Linked DNA regions of Anser cygnoides: region 2 is linked to region 1. The links are chromatin contacts, called in public Hi-C maps. All regions are on one chromosome and are shown on one strand. The core of a region is the stretch at or near the end of the contact, and the rest is flanking DNA. Distances in the headings are between cores, read along the strand shown.

Region 1 (4,706 bases), core at 1,131-3,630:
GGCAGAGGAGGGATGCTGAGCTTCGTCCAGAGAAAACTAGAGCTGGGAGCGATGGGGGCAACAGGGAATGAGACGCAGACCCTGCAGCCCACCCAGAGATCTGCATTTCGTCCCCCCGCCAAAGAGGTCGACCTATAAAAAGTCTTTGTTTGGGGAAAAAGAGGTCCGGCTGCTCAACCGGCATGGCAGCGGCTGCAGACGTGCTGATTTACCGGAGGAAGATGTGCTCTAAGGAAATGAAAAATCCTCGCATGAGTCATAGAAGTCGATCTCATCTATGGATTTGTCTTGGTTTCTGGAAGGCAAAGGAAATCTCTCCTTACCCTTTCGTTACTGTGATTAGATCTAGAAGACAAGGCCTTAGCATTAACAAGCCCAGAAAAGAGGGAACAAACGGAAGGACCAACTCACAGAAAAGAAAGGAAGCTATGTGTTTTGCAATGGTTTCAAAGCGATAAATACGCTCTGCTTCGCAATTCTGCCTTGAGCCTCACTGATCAGCTTCCAAGCAGCTACGGGAACTGAACTCTCCATTTCTCCAAACGCCACTCGGTGATCTCTCCCGAATCCCACTGCTCTAGCACTTCAGAGCTGACCTCTTAAGTTCAAACAGACAAAGATTTCCCAGTTAACCATCAAAGCCCAGTGAAAGCCTAGCTTTATTGACCTTCAGGAGGTTTCTAAGCACATGGTCAAAGGCAAAGCCGTGATGCAAGACCAAGAAGTAAATGCTTTTTACTCCTCTGCAATCCCCACAATGCTTGTATGGCAGTACCACACTAGATCAAGGAGCTCCCACCTTCTAAACTGCTAGCCAGGATCGACACCAGAGTGACCAGTTCCTTAATTAAATTCTCTCTCAGCAACAGGTATTCAGCCATGAGTCAAGGAGCCTTTGAGGGAATGTGGATTTACAGGTAGTGATGCTGCCTTCCTCAGTGCAACCCTGACTCAACTACCCACACCAAACAGCACAGAAAGGAAATCACTTATTCAAAGCCTGTGGACCCAGAGGACACAAGGCGGCCCAATGACCGACACAGCTTTGCCACCTACTCCCAGGCCCTAGCACCCTGAAAGAGACACCTGCAAGGAAAGGTTAAAATTTTAAATAAAAAAATAATAATAAAACGAAGAAGCACTAGATAAAAGAAATATCTTTGTCCCTCCTACAGCATTCCCAATTTTACCTTCAAAGCACCAAAAGCTCATTTTAAACGGTTTTCTTTTCAGCGCGAGACAAGAATTAGGCATCCAGTGAGAAAAGGACAACGTCTCAGCTCTCCATTGAACCGTGACCATTACACAGCAAACATTTCAAAGAAACCAGAGGCGTGCAGCTCGGTACGACGAGGTCTTAAACCGAACAAACGGGAGCGCTCTGGAAGCACGAAGTCACGCAACACGTCCTCTCCGGGCAGGATCCTCTCCCGCAGCTCTCGGTACCTGCCCGTTTCCGACCGCCTGGCTCGGCAGAGGCCTCCCCGCGCTGCCCAGCGCGAGCCCGAAGTAACAGCGAAGGCATCAGCAGAAAACCCTTATCTGGAGCACGGAGCAGGCCCCGAGGACGGCAGCGCCAGGCGGGCAGGTGCCGCGTCCCACCCGCTGTCACCCGCTCCCGGCCTTCCCCTTTCCGTGCCTTGAGACAGAGGCCGCAGCCCAGCACAGACTCACCCCAGCAAATCGCAGCGGGTTGGGGGGTAAGGGGGTGTCCGGCTGCTTTCCCTGCGTGGTTGGAGCTGCGATTTTGGACCAAACCCGGTTCCCCTGGCAGCAGAAATCCGCGTTAAAACCTTCCCCCCCCCCCAGCCCCGCAGCGGGCTGCTTCACTCACGCCGAGCTCGCCGGGTTTTGCTGCCCCAAACCCAGTCCCTGTAGGGCAGGACGAGGCCCGGGGTCCCCGCACCTGAGGGCGGTTTGGGGGGGGGGGGGCCTCAAGGCCCGGCCTGGGTTGGGGGGGGACCCGGTCCCGCAGCCCCCAGCCTCACGCACGGAGCTCAACGGACACCAAGGGCCGGCCTTCCTCCTCCTCCTCCTCCTCCTCGTCCCCCCGCCGCCCCCGGCCCGGACCTGTTGCCCCCCCCCCGCCTCACACAAAGGCCGCCGCCCGCCCGGCCCGGCCCCCCCTGAGGGAGCAGCCCCCGGACGCGTGGGGGGGGGGGTGTGGGGGGGGAAGCGGCTGTGGCGCAGCCCGGCCCCGCCGCGCGCCCCCGGCCCCGCCGCACTCACTCGCCGCAGCGCGGCCCCAGCGCAGTCGGAGCGCGGCCGCCGACGCGCCCCAGGCAGCCCCGCAGCGCCCTCCCACCGCCGCTTTATAAGCGCTCCTCCCCGCCGATCGGCACCGCCGCCGGCCAATCGCCGCCCGCTGGTACATAGCAACAAGCCGCCGGTTGGGCGCCGCCGGCCGCAGCCCATTTTTCCGCCGCCAATCGGAAGGCGGAGGCGGGGGGGGAGAACCCGCCTCCTCCTCCCTCCCTGAGCTCACCGCTGGCCCCCCCCCGCCCCGCCCGCCGTCGGCCTCGCGCAGGCAGCAGCTGGGGCGGCGGCAGCCAATGGGAGCGGAGCTGGCGCTGCCGGCGTGGAGCGCGGCGGGGGGGACAACAAACAGAGGCCGCTGCCTCTTAAAGGAGCCGCTCCCGCCGCGCGGCCCCGGGCCTGTGAGGGAGGGCGGCCCTGAGGGGAGAGGTCGCCGCCATTAGCGCCCCCCCTGACGTTACGGAGAACTTTGTCACCTTCAGGCCCCCTGTTTCTGAATTTAGATGCAGATTTGGTCCGTACGCGCCTGCACGCAGCCAAACCAGAAAGTGCAAGGGCGAAATTAGGTGTGATTACCTCAGAGCACGTTAATTGAGAGACGAGCAGCACACAGCTCGAAATAAACTGATTTGAAGGCTTCTTGCTGCTTTTTTTTCCTGGAGTTCTGGTTTACAAAATGGTGTGCCATACATCTGCTTTCCTAAGCGGTGGTGACAACAATTTGTCATCGTATGAAACATTATTAAAACTGTACTTTATATCCATCCTTCTGTCACAGAAAGGGATAGAAGTTATAGATCATACTCGCTGAAACAGTTGCTCTACAGGATTATTCTTGCTCTAGTGTTTTACTGCCTTTTAAAATATTCATATGAATATTTTAAGCAATTCTATTGTATTTGGAAATAATGGTAACTGCAAGGGGAAGGGTCTGTTCTGTGCAATAAATATATGGACACCAATGCACACTAAGAGCATTAAGCAATGGGTGATATGACACGGTATTTCTACTAGTTGTAATAAAAGAAGAAAATATCCCTTATATAGAAAAATAACTTTCTACCTTGCAGTATAGGCATAGTTTTCTTTCACGCAAGCAAAACACACCTCTCAGATCACATTACTAAAACGCATGCCAGCTAGCTAAGAGACTGTATAAACCAGATTTTAAAACACAAAATGGCATTTGTTCCTGTAAGCTGGTGGTACTGCCAAGTACAATTTAAATATCCTATTAATGAAGGCTCGAGCACCATGGTAGTTGCTAGCAATGAAATAGACTCAAATGAAGAAGGAAATTGTCATGTTATCCTTAGTCTGCTACCAGAGCAACAAGAGCCTACTTTGTAGGCTTACTTTAAGCTTCTTCTTTTCTTAGATAACCTCCTTCCTCTTCAGGCCAGCAAGCAGAGCCAACACACCAGATTTGCAGACCCACAGAACCAGATGAAGCCATATTTACAAGATCTAGACACGTTTATATGCAGGAAGTGGTGAAAAATTTGCTTGAACTTTACATCACCAAGACTCCTCAAAATAACCTCAGGTATCTAAAGTCAAAACTATCAGCAAAATAAGTTTACACAACATGAAAGAGAGGCTTCTATGCAAGGTTTTTTGTTTTGTTTTTTAACCTGGAGGTGAGTTGCACAGAAGAGTTTTGTTTGTTAATAAAAATGCATGTTATTTACAAGAATATTGAGATGATTACAATAGAAAGTTTTGTATGTATAAAAACAAACTTGCTTTAGGATGATGGTTAATTGGAATTACATTGATATAAGTTGAGTATCACCATGGAAATCCAGGGGATCACACAGCTTCGAAATCATGGGAAAAAGACTATGTATGAAAGCCAAAATTGCTTTTTTAAACTATGTGCTGTTCTTTATGAAAATCCTTTAGAAAACTGGAATCTTTTCAGGGGTAACTACTTCATTAGCAGCGTTTTCTTCTGTTTGAAAAAATAAAATGCTAGTTAGGTGCTAATTATTTTCTCATTGAAGCTGCAAGTCACATTTTTCACAATGGATTCTGCATTACAGAACTTGGTTGCAAGCTCTGCAAGCACAGCTTGATAAGCATCACGAATACTTCCACTGGGCTAAGCTTTTGGAAAATTTACTCATTTTAAAAATCTGAGTTTTGGATCTAACCTATTTGACAGCTCAGGTTTCGACTGAACAGCTGAGCAGGGTTTTTCATTTATCTATTTGCAAACATCCTGTTTTTGAAACTTGAACAAGACAGCTAGCGTTTCCCTGCTCCGGGTCTGACATCAGTTTCAGCTTTTATTGTAATTTAGACTAGAAGCTGACTGGGGCTGAGCCAAAGCATCTCCGTCTGGGGCTAGCTTTTGCTATTTGACTATCACTGCAGTATTGAGAGGGGAGAAAGTATCAAATCACTCATGGTATTTCAGTATTTTTAGTGCTGCAATAGAATTAGCA
Region 2 (4,706 bases), core at 582-3,081, 180 kb before region 1:
TCCATTTAAACGATTCTTCAGGTTTTCTAGAACAGCCAAACCTACTTAAAACTACAGCTGCTCTGTTCGGGATGCTCCTAGGCTCACGGTTTTCAGGCGGTGCCGGGGTCCAGCACCACAGAGATTGACAAAACACCCCAGGCTTTACATCTTGCTCACTTTCAGTTTAATGGTCTTAGCTGTTCTGGCTGCAATGTATTTCTGATGCTTGTAAAACATTTCTTCCCCTACACTTTCCTGAGACACTTCCCTTTCTTTCCTACTCTGCTATTCCCTGCCTGTCAGCCCTGTTTTAACTTCAGGTCCATTCTAACCTTCCCTTATTTTAACCTGACAACCACATTAGGTTGCCACCGTGCATTCACATTCACAGAAACTGTGCCAGAGATATTTCAGTCGTGACATCTTTTTCAAAATCCACAATAACTAATAAAACATTTAAATTATCTCCCATGACTGAATTATTGGAACGTGAGAGAGAAAAAATTCAACTTTCTTGCTATCCCCTTAGAACCTGCTCTTGGCAGCATTAGCGGTGTGATGCAATGGACGTTTTTAAAGCCAGACGCTTTATCGGTTACTGAGGTGACAAACACTGCTTTTTCCTGCAATCTTGAGACCTGGTCATGCCTGCAGCTGTCAAATATCTCCACAGCTTACAGGCGGTGTGGGTGTTCCAGCTGTGACACCGGGCGTCTCAGAGACTCCAAGCAGTGTTTAAACAGCATAAAATAAATGCGGCTGCAGTTCAAGCAATAGCAACCATCTAATATAGAAAACACTATCTACAAGCAGCAGTACTAGAGAAGTATTAACGGCAACTGGAAGTTTCAACAGAGCCTATAGGACTGTTATAGCACGGCAGGCTGCAGACCACAAGGTGACCCGCTTGGGAAAGCGGCCGGGGACGCACGCTGATCCGCAGAGACGTCAGGCAGCGCTTTAAAGCTCTGCTTTTAATTCTGGCGCCAGAGCAACGCCTTCACACAGCCCGAGACAGCTCGGCGGCTCCGCGCTGACGCTAAAACGCGTGACGGGAAAAATAAAAAACCCAAACCGCTCCGACACCCGGGCCGGAGAAGAGCGCCCCGTCCCTGGGGAGGGGCCCCGGGCAGCGCGACGCGGTGGCGGCCCGCGGCAGGACGGGCGCGGGGCCCTCACGGCCACGGCGGCGGCCTCGCCTTCCCCGGCACGGCCCCGCCTCGGCCGCGCTCCCCTCACCGCCGGCTCCTTCCCCGGCCCCGGCCCCGGCCGGGCGGGATGGCCCCGGCGGCAGCCCCGGGCCTGCCCCCGCCCCGGCCCCGGTCCCGGCCCCGCCGCTCCCCTCAGCGCCCGCCCCGCGCCGCCGGCCCGTGCCCGCCGCTCTCACCCCCTCCTCCAGCTCCTCGTCCGAGCCCGCGTCCTCGGGCTGGTCCAGGTCGATGTCGAACACGCCCGCCATGGCGCCGCCGCCGCCCCCTTCCCGGCTGCGCTGCGTGCCCGGGGCCTGCGCCGCCTCATGGGCCCGCACCCCCCAACTCCGCCACGGCCGCCATCGCCGGCTGCCCGGCCGCGCTGCGCATGCGCCCCCGCCCCGACTCCGGGCGCCGCGCGTGCGCACTGCGCCGCCCCGCCGCGGTCTGCGCCGCGCTGAGCATGCGCGGAGAGGGAGTCGGCCGGGCAGCCGGGCGCGGAGCGGAGGCCGGGCATGCGCAGTGCGCGTCCGCCTCCCTCGCTGCCGGCAAGGAGCTTGCGCAGAAAGCGCGGCGAAGCCGCGGGGAGAGAGCATGCGCAAAACGCTTCGTGAAGCCGAGAGCCCCGCCGGGCTGCCCGGAGCGCCTTGTGAGCATGCGCGAGGCGGGCTGTTCGAAGGCGCGGCTCGGGCCGGCCCGGCGGGGAAGCGGCTCCCTCAGGCGGCCGCTCACGCATGCGCCGTCGCTGCCCCAGCGCTTCAGCGGGTGGGGGGGCGCCGAGGTCAGCCCTGAGGGGGCGCCCGGGGCTGGGGGCGCCCGGGGCCGGGGCCGGCACCCCGTGAGGGCGGTGCTCCGCCGGGGGGGCCGGGAGGGGGGCAGCGGAGAGGAGAAAGGCGCCGGGAGCGGGCGGAGGCCGAGCCACGCGAGGGCCGGGCGTACCCGCCAACATGGCGGCCCCCCGGGGCTGGCCGGGCCCTGTCAGCGCTGCGGAGCCCGGCGGCGCCTCGCCCTGACTGGGGGGGGGTGGGGCCGGGAGCGGGGCCTGAGGGGCGGCGCCTCGGTGTGAGGGGGTCTGAGGGGGCCGGGGGAGAGCCCTCAGGGGGGCGTCGTGTGGGGGTTTCTCGGGGAGGGGGGCTCGGCCCCGGGCTGGCCCGAGGCTGGCAGGCGCCGCCCGGCAGCAGCGCCGAAATCGGGCCCGGGAATTAAAAATAGCACATACCTGCCCGCAGCGGGGTCCGCTCGCAGGCTGCGTTCCAAAGAATGCTGGTGCAGAAGTGCTCCAGCATAGCTGGGGTGGTAATGAAAAACAGTCCGGAATAACGGAGTCGGTTTGAAAAAAAACAAACAAACTTGTTTTTGTAAAAATAGAAAAGTGCAAAAACAGCTACTGCAAAACGCTGAGTGGGGAGCATGTCAAACACACCAGTACTGTATCAAAAACTTTTCTCTGTGTGGTGGAAATCTAGGGAATCCCATTGTCACCTCAGCAGATTTAGGCACCAGGCGCACAGCAGTGCAGGACTGGAAATCGATGAGACTCGTGGACAGGCTTCACGTTTCTTAAGCCCTATGGTACTTTCTTACTGTGTTTAATATACTTTTAGAGCCTAACCTAGAGCTCTGTTGGATTTACAATTAGTCACTTCTACCCTGCCTTATTAAGCAAACGTAAGAAAACTTGACTCCTTGCTGTATGGTTGATTTCAGCCCTGTAAACAGACTGATTCACTGTAAAGTGCCACCTGCATTCTTTTGACACTCAGAATAAAGTGCTCACAGTCAGTATTTCACCAGAAATAGCCAGTGCTTATGGCGTAGGCCTTTCCTCCTCACTAGAGGTTGTCAGAAATTACGAAAGTGACCAGAATTCCACTTATCAGAACTTTTTTTTTTTTAGCTTCTGTTTCCCACGGTTACTGAAGGCATACTTTTCTTTTTAGGGTTAAACACAAGGTGAATAAGCATGTCAATAGTTACAGTCCAGCTCGGACAGTGCGGTAATCAAATTGGTCGTGAGGTGTTTAATGCTATCTGCAGTGATGTCCATGGCACACACGGACTGTGTTCCAAGAAGGAGAATGAATCCTACCATGACGCATGTAAAGAACGCTTTTTCATCGAAGCAGAATCTGGAGGTACAGCGTTTAAACGTTTTGTTTCCCACAGAGGGTTTGGTTTCCAGCCTAATGCAGATAAGAATGCAGAAATAATAAGAGTTTTCCCTTCAGTTTTGAAGAATTGTCACAACCTTCTGCCTCCATGACATCACTAACAACCATGGAAGCAAAATCACTGTGCAGTAGAGCGCCTGAGGCCACAGAGCAAGTAGCAAGTCTGCCAGTAACACAGCTGGAAACTGAACATATGTGTAACTGACCTGCCCTGCCAAACACCTGCATTTTCCCCTGTAGATAGGTAATACCTGGAATAGGGCCTGGATTATTTGAATCCGGTGTTAGCAAACAAGTTAACAGGTTTATTTCCTGGAAGATGTATGTCTAAAGAGTTCAGATCTGTCCTTAGAGCAATAGATGGTTCTCCAGAAATCCAGGACACTGCCAAGTTCTGTTTTCTGTACTAGTTCAGCTAGGATGGAAGGAATACAGCTTGGCCCATGATGCAAGTCTGTCTATCTTACATAACAGGTTGTAATATTAGCACTTAGTTTTGTTTTTCTTCCTATCCAGTACCTGTTGCCCGGGCTGTGCTTGTTGACATGGAACCTAAAGTAATCAGCCAAACTCTGTCAATAGCTGCCAAGTCTGGCTACTGGAAATACGATGATCATTCACACTTCTGTCAGAAGCAAGGGTCTGGGAACAACTGGGCAAATGGGTATGAACTCTCATTTCCAGCTTCACTAACAAAACTGTAGAGACTAATGAGCTGTCTACACTCCCTAGGAGTGATACTGTTGCAGCTGTGCAAGGTACAGGGTATGTAACAACTTGATTTATTTTTAAGGTAGAATAGCAACACATATTACAACAACATTTCTACATTGCTTTTTGCAAGATAAAATTGTTTACAGTGAAAATGTAATGTTTTAGAACAGAGTGGATATATTTAAGAAGAGGAAGCAATAAGTGCAATTTATAAACAGCTGTTTTGCAAAATAAATGTTGCAGCAGAGGATTGTTTGCCACAGACAGAATGGGTAACATAATGCCAGGTTACATAAGTAATACAAAGAAACGTATCCTTTATTGAGGCTGACCTTACTGCTCTTATTTTGCTAAAACCTGCCATGTCTTGCTCTTCTTCCTTTTAAAAGAAAGAAAACCATCTTGTTCCTTTTCTCCAACAGTTACACTGTTCATGGGCCTAGACACAAAGAAGTAATCATGAATCTGGTACAAAAAGAAGCAGAGAAATGTGACCGACTTGGTGGATTTTTCACGATAATGAGCATGGCTGGTGGTACAGGATCTGGTTTAGGAGCATTTGTGACCCAGTGTTTGAGAGATGCTTTTCCATCCTCGTTTATACTAAACCATGTTATCTGGCCTTACGGCACTGGTGAGGTGAATGTCA

Evidence for each region. Hi-C and Micro-C count contacts between places; a contact is called where the count stands out from the background.
Region 2: a contact with region 1 is called in a Hi-C map of liver, with 2.6 times the contacts expected there. The contact joins the promoter of TUBD1 here to the promoter of YPEL2 in region 1. A contact is called at or near these places in 2 of 7 Hi-C or Micro-C datasets (granulosa cells and liver).

The regions. Positions count from the first base shown.
Region 1 is chr18:9,731,771-9,736,476 of Taihu_goose_T2T_genome, reverse strand. YPEL2 (yippee like 2) reads right to left here and starts at 2,380. Exons shown (of 5, transcript XM_048074141.2): 1 at 2,230-2,380.
Region 2 is chr18:9,915,756-9,920,461 of Taihu_goose_T2T_genome, reverse strand. It overlaps TUBD1 (tubulin delta 1), which reads left to right and starts at 1,831. Exons shown (of 10, transcript XR_010825652.1): 1 at 1,831-1,953; 2 at 3,113-3,307; 3 at 3,860-4,007; 4 at 4,480-4,696. It overlaps RPS6KB1 (ribosomal protein S6 kinase B1), which reads right to left and starts at 1,570. Exons shown (of 14, transcript XM_066979418.1): 1 at 1,370-1,570. The coding sequence starts at 1,441.